Linked DNA regions of Rattus norvegicus: region 2 is linked to region 1. A link is a contact called in public Hi-C data. All regions are on one chromosome and are shown on one strand. The core of a region is the stretch at or near the end of the contact, and the rest is flanking DNA. Distances in the headings are between cores, read along the strand shown.

The links. Hi-C and Micro-C count contacts between places; a contact is called where the count stands out from the background.
Region 2: a Hi-C map of the Rat2 cell line shows a contact between it and region 1, with 11 times the contacts expected there. The contact joins the enhancer-like site here to the promoter of Elk1 in region 1. A contact is called at or near these places in 6 of 12 Hi-C or Micro-C datasets (the A7r5 cell line, the Rat2 cell line, Schwann cells and 3 more).

Annotation. Positions count from the first base shown.
Region 1 is chrX:3,690,330-3,695,426 of GRCr8, reverse strand. It overlaps Elk1 (ETS transcription factor ELK1), which reads right to left and starts at 2,062. Exons shown (of 7, transcript NM_001108059.3): 1 at 1,973-2,062. Uxt (ubiquitously-expressed, prefoldin-like chaperone) reads right to left here. Exons shown (of 6, transcript NM_001006982.1): 5 at 3,773-3,836; 6 at 3,483-3,583. The coding sequence ends at 3,530.
Region 2 is chrX:3,817,503-3,822,599 of GRCr8, reverse strand. The region is part of intron 1 of LOC134484040 (a long non-coding RNA gene); the gene reads right to left. It also overlaps a transcript of Araf not described here and the pseudogene LOC134484039. Among named protein-coding and RNA genes, the nearest start is that of Araf, 27 kb to the right of the region's middle. Within about 2 kb of position 2,344, at least 36 of the 93 cell types and tissues checked have an H3K27ac peak or open chromatin away from gene starts, as enhancers often do.

The DNA of each region.
Region 1 (5,097 bases), core at 813-3,312:
TATCTTTTATGCACCATTATACATTATATCCCAAGCACCAGTGTGACAAATACTTGTTTTACTGAAATAACACTATTCAGATGCAAAGACATGTAAGCACTCTCTCAAACATCTTTTCTATTTACGCCTTTTCAAATCACCAACGTCACATTTCTGTTAACACATCCTTTCACACTCATTTTATTCTCAAATGGCATTCTTACAAATATCTTTAGTGTGCTCCCTGCACAGGGTAGTGAAAAAATTCCTTTGGGTTTTAGGACCTTGGAAGTTGCCACACAGAGATATGGGAGTAGAGTTAAGGGAGAAAGAAGAGCTAATGCAAAGGCCCTGAGGCCCGCCTGTACCTGCTATTTTTGAGAAGCAGTGAGGAGGTCAGCAATGCTGTAGCATGGGTCTGAAATGTGGAGATGAAGGAGGTAAGGAGAGTTGACTTGTTTAATTAACCCATATATTTTTTATCCAGACTGGAAAGGATATAGTTCTGACTCCCCCATTTTAGCCCAGTACAGGGAGAAAGTAGTTAAGCACTGCTGGGACTTGAGGTGATGGGTCCTGAGACCAGTGTAGAATGAGACAGCTCTGTTGGCAGAAAACACAGCAGAAACAAAAGCCTGGTAACTGGAACAAGTTTGGCTGTTAAGGAATGCACCCTCTTATGGGATGCAATGAGGTAAGAGAGGGGCATGTCAAAAGTGTTCTTCTACCTAAGTAGTTACTAGGCCATCTCTGAGTAAGGCTTTTAACCTTCATATGCCCTAGTTTTCTCAGTTACCTGTCTCACAGGGCTATGATGAGGAATAAGCAAGCTGGAGACTATAGAACACTCTGCCTGCTTACACAGTAAGTGTAAAGTATAAAGGTTAGATCCAATTGTCATTAACATTAGGACCACTACTGTACTTGAGTACTGTAGCAAAGTAAAATGTCTAGTGCTTAAGGGTGTCTATGAGGAGACATGGTATACATTAAAAGTCCCTGGGTTTCACAAGTACACAGGACCTCCTAAGAGATGGGGGACAGAGAAGATTGACCCAGTACATGGAGAGAAGGAGGGAAGTAAAAGTACAAAGCCTATCTTCTTTGGGGAGGGATTGCAAGCTCTGAACTCTGAAGGATATGAGAGAATGTAAACACTGGGGTGGCAGAAGGTTTCTGAACAGAACCATTACAGAAGTGAGATATGGTTTAAGCTGATTCCTTTACAACCACAGAGAAGAAAAGCCATCACATAATGACATAATGATTAATTAAAATGAAGGATAGGACAAGGCCATAGACTGGGCTGTTGAAAATATACAAAAATATATACAAAAATACAAAGCACCAAATTGACCCACTGTTAAAAGGAAGCAGTCCAAAGATCGGAGTCTACATATAAAGGAGGAAAAGTCAGGATGGTGATAGAGGGATATGAATGCAAGCATGCAAACTAATTCACGGTAAGATGGGGGCAGTAGGAGGAGGTGCACTGGGGAGACCCAAGGGGCAATAATATAAACTTGGGTGAACTCACTGTTGAACAAACATGGGGTGTCTGGAGTGGGTAGAGTGCCATATTTTGATTCACTACAATAAACATGAGGGGTTCACTAAACAAGGCTACAGAAGGCTCCCCTTAAATATGAGGCTAGGGGAAATGGAAACATTTTAGACACATCTACTACTAAAGGGGGACTGGACAATGCAACAGACTCGTTCCCAGTTAAGTGGGGGTTGGGGAGGGCAAGACCACAGACGAGTCCATTAAGTTGGGGTGGGGAAAATCATAAGCTCACAGACCGATCCATTATACAGACAGCAGGAGGTTAGTTCACGTTCAGATCCACTATAAAGGGCAAAAGGAGCAGGCAAGGACAATCAGTTGATGGTAGTGGAGCCAAACACCGGCAGGCCGGGCCAAGCCTTGCGTGGGGGAGAAGATACGTAGGGTCATGGTCAGGGGCCTCCACCTTGTGGGCCTGGGGCTCACCTGCGTGTGGCGCGGCGGTGGCAGCGGCAGCTCCGGGGGGCGGGGGCTCCATACGAGGCCCCACCGCCCCCCAGGCCCGGGTTCCAAGGCGGCGGCGGCGGCGGCGGCGGCGGCGGCTGAAGCAGCAACCAGAAGCCGCCCCTGCGTTTCCCCAGCGCTCACGTGGGCCCTCGTGGGAGGAGCCAAGCCTTCTGCTGCTCGTTGATTGGATAAAATGCCAAGACTCCAAGCGCAGCTTCAGGGCCTGGTGGCGGTGGTATTGGAATCCTAACAGAGCTATGACATGATAGGCTTAAAGGGGATTGATGGACTGCCGGGTAGCCGACTGAATCCGTAGGTGTTGGGCGGCGCTAGTGCTTCATGCCGATTGGGTCTAAGACTGGTTAGCCAAGTGCCAAGGTTGGGGCGGGGCCGAGGGAGGTCGCCCAGTTCACACCGATTGGCTTAAATGAGAATTGATGGCAGACAGACAGCCCCAGAGGATGGAGGGGTGGTTGGATGGGCTCTGTTTTCAGCTGATTGGTGGAAACTCCCAGACAGCGGCCAAAACATAAAAGTAGGTGGTGCTGCTCATCAAACGGTTCAGCGGAAACAGGACTTATTTAGAAAGGGGAATAGCAGCAGGGTAGGGCTATGTAGGCGGGTAGGGTAAAGCTATGGTAATTAGCTAGGCAAGACGAATTTAGAATCCAGCAGAGGGAGGAGGCAGGAGCGGCTGCCAGATATACAGAGGAGTTGAGAGGTGGAAATTAACTGTCTACAAGGGCAGAGGCAAGCTGCAGTCAGTTATACAGATGGAATTTGGTTCTTAGTTATCTAAGACTGGACTAAAACCTAGGCTGTAGGGGCTGTAGCAGGGAGGGCAGGATCTGTCTACGGGTGGAAACTAGAACTATTTAGAACTATTGGAACCACTATTTAGGGACCAAATTAAGGGTTGGGTGGTAATGATATTTAGGGTACCTGGATGACCACTGGATTGTGAAACCATAATAACCCTTAGGATATGAAGTAAAAAGCTGAGGGCCATGGAAACAAATCACTTTGAACTGGAACCTTAAAAATTTGTTTCAAGGGTCTCATGTAGCCCAGGATTGCCTTAAACTTAAAAATCCTTCTGCCTCTATCTTTTGAGTGACCTGGTCACAGGTGTGCCACACATCCAGCTTGTGTACACAGAACTGGGGACTGAATTTAAGGTTTCATGTGTGATATGCAAGCACTCTACCAATTGAATCTCATCTTCAGCTCACCAATCAGTCCATTCTTTATGGTAATACAAAGGGCACCAATACAAATATCTAGGAAAAGGAATTAAAGTGTGAGGAGCAGTGTCAAGGTTCGAAAGGTGACAAAAGAGGGTAAAGCATAAAGTCTGGAGGAAAATACAAGATGTTCTAAAGGCAAGAATGTTTTAGAGGTTCAACAGAAAGGATGGGTCTTCCAGTAATTTTGGTCTCTGGAGCACTTAGTCAATTAGTGAAAATTAGGGGAAAAAAGGGCTATGTGATTCCAAGGCATTCAGGCTGTTTAATATTGGAGGCTGGGAAGATGCAGTCAATGGGGAGATGGCTCTGGGAAATTCTGCAGGCCTTGTAGTTCTCTAAGTCCCTGTAAAAGAGGACAAAGTATACTGAACAGAGGCTGGGTCTAGGTCTTGTCCCAGGTTTGCTCTGATTTTCACTCCTTTGGTTTTTAATTTAGAAGGAAAGATGACCCCTCCCTTCTTTGGATTTCTCCTGTCTTCAGGTTATCACCCTAAATATATTTGAAGGGTCGAGTGGAGTGAGCTGCTCTCACCTCTAGCATCATGTGGATATTGGCCTTGATATTCATGGAGTCCTTGGTGAGGCTGTCGCTGAGCCTAGAAAAAAAAAGGAACAAGAAAGGGCAAAATGGGCCCCACTTAAGGCTGTGAGGATGACTCTTCCTCATCACTTCAAGAAACGCTTGTATCCTGGATGACCTGCCCTGATCCTATGCAGAGATGTCTGGCTACCTCTTGGAATTTCCCCATTTAAAGATCAAGGGTGATAGGGCCAACTTGATTTCAATATCCAGGATCCACATAGTGGAGGAGAGAACTGATTTTAAACCTTCACATGTACTCAGAAAAAAATGTAGTAACAATTGTTAAAAAATGATTATGGGAGGGGTTTGGGATTTAGCTCAGTGGTAGAGCGCTTGCCTAGCAAGCGCAAGGCCCTGGGTTCGGTCCTCAGCTCCAAAAAAAAAAAAAAAAAAGATTATGGGGATGAAGGAAGTGGGGGTATGGGTCTATGAATACGATCAAATTATGTGATATACTTGAAAGAAACTCTTTATGAAACCCATCACAATGACTATATGATGATAAGAAGGGAAGATTATTGAATGCCTTCTGTATGCCAGGCAACTTAAAATAGGGAAATAGCAGAAACAGCAGTAAATGAAACTAAATTCTTGGTTTCCTGGAGCTCCTTTAAAAAACTTTATTTTTAGTTTTTAATTATCTGTGTTATATGTGTGGGAAATATACCATGAATGTAGATTTCCACAGATGTTAGATGATATGAGATTCCTTGAGCTGTAGATACAGGTGGTTGTGAGCTACCTGACATGGGTGCTGGGAACCGAACTCAGTTACTCTGGACAGCAGTATGTACACTTAAGCACTAAGCCATTTACTAAGAGACAAAGTATACAAACACAATTATGATGTGTTAAGTATAAGGAAATAAATAGTATAAGGAACTAAATACTAAAGAAGAGGTAGAAAGAGGAGGCTTCAGTTTCGAAGATTGTTCAGGTTTGGCTTCACTGAGAGCTTTCCTTTTGAGACTATATAGTCCAGTCTGGTTTCCAATTCAAGATCCTCCTGCCCAGACTGCTGAGATTACAGATGTGTAACTCTCCCACCTAGTGGGGGTGATATGGAAGATAAGTGTTCCACCACAAATAAGAACCAATACAAAAGTGCTGAGGTAGGAGCATGCTTGGTATGGTGCAGGCACAGCCAAGAAGCCATTGTGGCTAAAGAAAAAGAGGAGGATTGAAGGAGCTGAAGTCAAGCGAAGGAGGCAGAAGGTGGAAAGTCTACAGGACCATGGCAAAGACCTTAGCTTTTACTTTAAATCAGGTGCTAA
Region 2 (5,097 bases), core at 1,095-3,594, 130 kb before region 1:
TATAGTTTCAAGAAGTAGGCAAAATGACAGATGCCATTTCCTGGCCCCCTTGATTCTCTCTTCCTAGACATGTGTAGTGGTCGAAGGCACAAGGACAGGAAGTAATGTAGACGGGTCCACCCCCTCCCTTCCATGCCTGAGTCACTTCCAGATCCTGATTCATACCTCCATTGAATCAAGTCATGGTGACAAGTTGGAAGAGAGATACCATTCCAGGTGCAGAGAACAAAAGAGGTCGGCATTTTCCTGAGCAGAGGAGGGACAGGAATGAGTCAGAGTGGTTCTACTTCTCCAGCATCTCACTGCCAGGTCCTCTCTGGCCCCAGGCCAACCAGGCATGTGGGGTGGGGAGAAGGACGAGTTCATTCGGCAGCTTTGACAGACACAGACCTCAGACCAGCTGCAGCCAGAGCTGTGCATCAAGAGTACAGGAAATAGGGGTTGGGGATTTAGCTCAGTGGTAGAGCGCTTGCCTAGGAAGCGCAAGGCCCTGGGTTCAGTCCCCAGCTCCGAAAAAAAGAACCAAAAAAAAAAAAAAAAAGTACAGGAAATAGGCCACTCTTTCAGTCAAATAGGTCACCCTTTCAGTCAAAAGGACCAAGACAGAATGCTGCTCCACATTTGGATGAAAGATGCCAAGGCTTTCTCTCACATGGTGTTGTCTGCTGCAGTTTTCCTTCTGTACATCTTGGGGGAGAGGGTGGAGAGGGGGTGGAGGACTGTGCTAAAGCAGATTCCTTCCCTGATCCTGTGCTCTCACCCATATACAGTCAAGTGATCAAGTATAAGGGACTAGCTTAGGAAACTCCTGAAAGTGATTGGTGCTTATTTGGTTGAGGAGGAGGTGTTACACATGCACATGCATGTAATATTTACTCTCAGTGTAGCCCAGATTGTCCCTAGAAACTCATCCTCCTGAGTAGCTGGGACTACAGGTAGTACCACCATTCTTGCCACAGTGCCATTTTAGTGTCTATTTTTTTTTCACAATGCATTGGACGCCAAATTGTGCCTAGCACATATCAACTGGGTCTCTTTAAGTTCCTTTCATCCCACCAAAAGCTTTGCTGCACAGCTGCTCTGAAACCTCCTAGCAGGAAACACAGACTTCTCTGAGCACCATCCTCCAGGGGCAGAATACTTGGCAGTGAAAAGCTGCTTCGTTTGTCTGATGCGCGTGCGTGCGTGCGTGCGTGCGTGCGTGCGTGCGTGCGTGCGTGTGTGTGTGTGTGTGTGTGTGTGTGTGTGTGTGTAGTTTCTAGGAAGCTGTACAGTGGAGCCTAAATGTCTGTGCTTCTAGTGTCAGGTGTGAAGATTTGGTCTATTTATTAGACTGAGAAATTCTTAGCTTTTTTCAGCAGAGACATGTTAATAGGAGATCAGGAGGCCCAGGATTTTCAGATTTGGTGTGGGGGTTAAGAGGCTGGCATTGTTGGTCAAAAGATGGAATACCTGGGTAGAAGCAGAAAGGAAAGAGATGTGTCTCCCTGACAGCTGAGGTTTAATGGGGAACCCTCATGTCTTCCTCAAGCCCTGCCCCTATAACAACCAAGATGCAGTTTGCATCTCTTCATCTGTAAACAAAGGGAGGATCATGCTTCATTTGAATATGATTTATGGACACTCTACCAATTTCAAACGAAAAAGTACTTCCACATCTACAAAAGATTTTTTTTGTAGTTTGAAATTTATTTTTGTCTCCCCTTTTCATTATTATCTGATTTTTGAGACAGGGTCTCTATAGTCCAGGTCAGCCTAGAACTCACTACATAGTCTAGGCTGGTTAGGAATTTGTGATCGTCCTGCCTGTTACATGATTAGATTTAAATTATTTTTTTTGTGTTGCTACAATGTGTCAGTAATATTTTTGATGTTTTCCTAACACTTTAGAGAAACCGTCTACGGGTTTTCTTAATTTTTTAGTTCACACTTTTACATATGATATTTGAATTCAAATGTTTCCTCTTACAAATAATACAAGTACCTTTAAACATATACCTTTCAATTAACATCTATCATTTACCTACCTATATTAAGAGACCATGCGGACGGAAAAGAAGATGGAGAAGATACTAAGAGGTGGGAAATGAAACAGATGATTAGTCCACATAGCAAACTTAGATCCTTTTGGTGGCATTTAGGCAGGCAGACTGTTGCCACCACTGCAACACGAAGTAGGGAGGCAGCCCCTCCCTGGGACTGCGGACTGCGGACTGCGGACTGCGGACTGCGGACTGCGGACTGCGGACTGCGGACTGCGGACTGCGGACTGCGGACTACGTGGCGACGCCCATGCTGCTGCAGAGCTTGGCCTTGGCCTTAGGCGGTCTCTCGCGCCCCCTGCCGTTCATACTACAAGCCTCAGTTCCTGGTTTCCTCTCCCCGCCTCCTCCTCCATTTTGCTTCTCCTGGGCTTTCTCCTGGCAGTTCCCTCTTCTGCCTCCTCGAGCCCTCCCTCTTGTTAATTACAAGGTCATCTCCCGCGGGCACTTTTGCGGAACTAGATGGTGTCGCTTGGCCTAGAGAGAATGGGCAGACAGAAAAGCCCGGATTGGCTAGCCAGCAGGGCCTAGGATACAATCCCCTGAGGGTACTGCGGCAGTGGGAGTTAATTCTGATCTGTCGCCCGGAAACTTCAGGACTGAAACCTTTGGAATGAAGCAGCACCTTCTGCTTTCTGGCTCTTAAGAGGAGCTGCCAAAAACCAGAACGTTTTTGGGTTAGTGATTGTGGTGCTTGAAGGGTCAGGGATTCCATTCCCCTATCTTGCAGGCACAGGAATTGGGACATGAGGGAGGTCCAGAAGTCTCTGGGCTCAGGAATTTCCCGCTCCTAGTTTCATGTCCCCATAAATGCCTAAATGGCATCTCAAAATGGCAAGGCAACGTATTCAAGAGCCAGCAGAGGGGGTTGTTGATGCTAGGAATCAGCCTCCGCCACAAATCCTTTTCAACCAGATAATACGCCTCCTTATTCATCCATTTTGCGTCCCCTTTCCTTTTTTTCTCAAGCCCAGCCCTGTTTAGTTCTGGGTTTTACTCCGCACGCAAATACTCTCCCCCAGGTGCTGTGCAAATCCGGTAGGAAATCCCTCCAAGTGGGAAACAACATTCCATCTCATCTAAAATCATGCTTTGCCACGCCTCTGCATGCCTGTTTACTTGGACCAGACTATCTCTGCTGCCACCCTAGGGCCGAAGACTGTAGGACCCGACCCAAATCCCACAGGTTTCTGGGCAAGAGACATGAACCTCAGTAGACAAAAGTGAAGGTTGCTTCCAGAAAATATCAAGCTGCTGCTGTTCTATAGGGACCCTACAGATATAGACAGTAGGGCCAGTTCAACTATGCAGCTACTGGGAGAGAAGGGAATCTATTAATACTGAATATTCCAGCCAAGACACTGATTCACTGGAACATTTTGTCTCAGGACTTGGATACTTGATTGGAGCTCACAAAGACTTGATCCACACGTTTTTATTTTCCCATTTCTATCAACTGGGCTAGCTAGGTCATCTTCATTTATCTCACTACACAATCACACATGTTAATTTCCTCAGCCACTGAGATGCAAAGGGGTCTAAGAGCTTTGGGGAGGAATACAAGGCTTCATCACATTCAAGTCCAGTTAGGGACCACAGAAGGCTGGGGATAGGAAAGGGGGTGATACCTTTCTTGCACTTTATAAAGCGCCATGGCCAACACCCTATAACCCTATAGCCAAAGAGTAGTTAACACAAGGAAAGCACACACACGCGCGCACACACACACACACACACACACACACACACACTCGTTTACTTGATACAGTGTTACTGGGGAAATTGGGTCTCCTATTGGATTCTTAGTCTCCTTAATAAAAAGAATTTCAGCCAAGGTCTTACAGAGAAACCCTGTCTCCAAAACAAAACAAAATAAACAAACAAAACAAAAAACAACAAAAGGAATTTTAAAGCCAATGGAGGATGAAGCTCAAGGGCCATTTTAAAAGAGAAACAACAGAGCAGGTGAGCTGTAATCTTACTAGCTGCTGAGTGAAGGGAGAGTCAGGGTCCACGACAGGTGGAATGTTCAGTGACGAAAGTTGGCAGCAGCTGCATGGCAGATAAAGAAAGGAATTTCAGAAGAGCAAGTGAGAAAACCCAAGGTGTTAGGAAAACATGCTTAGACTTTGGTCCAGTAAACCCTCCACCCCTACCCCCCAAAAAAGAGAGGGGGGTGGAAGAAAAGGAAAAGTTATACTTCCCGTGTTAGGCAGACTTAGTAGTACATAGTGGAAGCTCTGTATGCAACTATATTAGAGGAGGGACTTCTGGGAAGCAGATTTGCATTACTTCATTAAGGGAATAATTGTTCCTCCCATCGCCTTAGCATGACCTCAGGTTAATCAGTTTTCTTGAAGTGTGGTCTCCTGGCCAGGTGACTGACAGACTCAGTTGGATTAACTCTTCAGGTTACTTCAGGTTAATAGTATGTAATGGTATAATCTTTGGAGCAAGTCAAAATATCCTATCTCTGGGTTCCAGGGTCAGAGGTAGAACTCAGATTGCACTCCTTTGACCAGGAGAAAATAACTTTCCCTGAATGAGCTTCAGCAAAACCCTGGCACCTCCATCTTTTCATATGGTATTTTAAATCCTAAGGAAGGGCAATTATGAAGCTTCCCTCTCTAGTTACCAAGGAAACAGAAAGTGTGAGCAAAGTAGATCATGAGGGAGGGGTCCATCCTCAGTAGACTCTAAGTCTAATTCTTGGAACACCCACTTATGTCAAGAATTGAGGCCCCTTGGCAGCTTTTAGGGACCTCTGCCATCAAGCCTAATATAGTAATCATGCAGACCAGGAAGATCATGACTGTCTGGTTCAGAGGAAACAACGAATGATCACTAAAGTCCATTTGGGAAGGTAACAGTGCCAAAGATAGAAAGTTAGGAAAAACCAGCTAAAATGTGCAAAACCACACCAGATGTCATCTTTCTATTTGGATTCAGAAACAATTTTGGTGGTGGCAAGACAACTTGGCCTGAGACTTTGGATTATGCGAACAAAAAAGAGCCAAAACACAGACTTATATGACATTACCTTTATGAGAGGGAA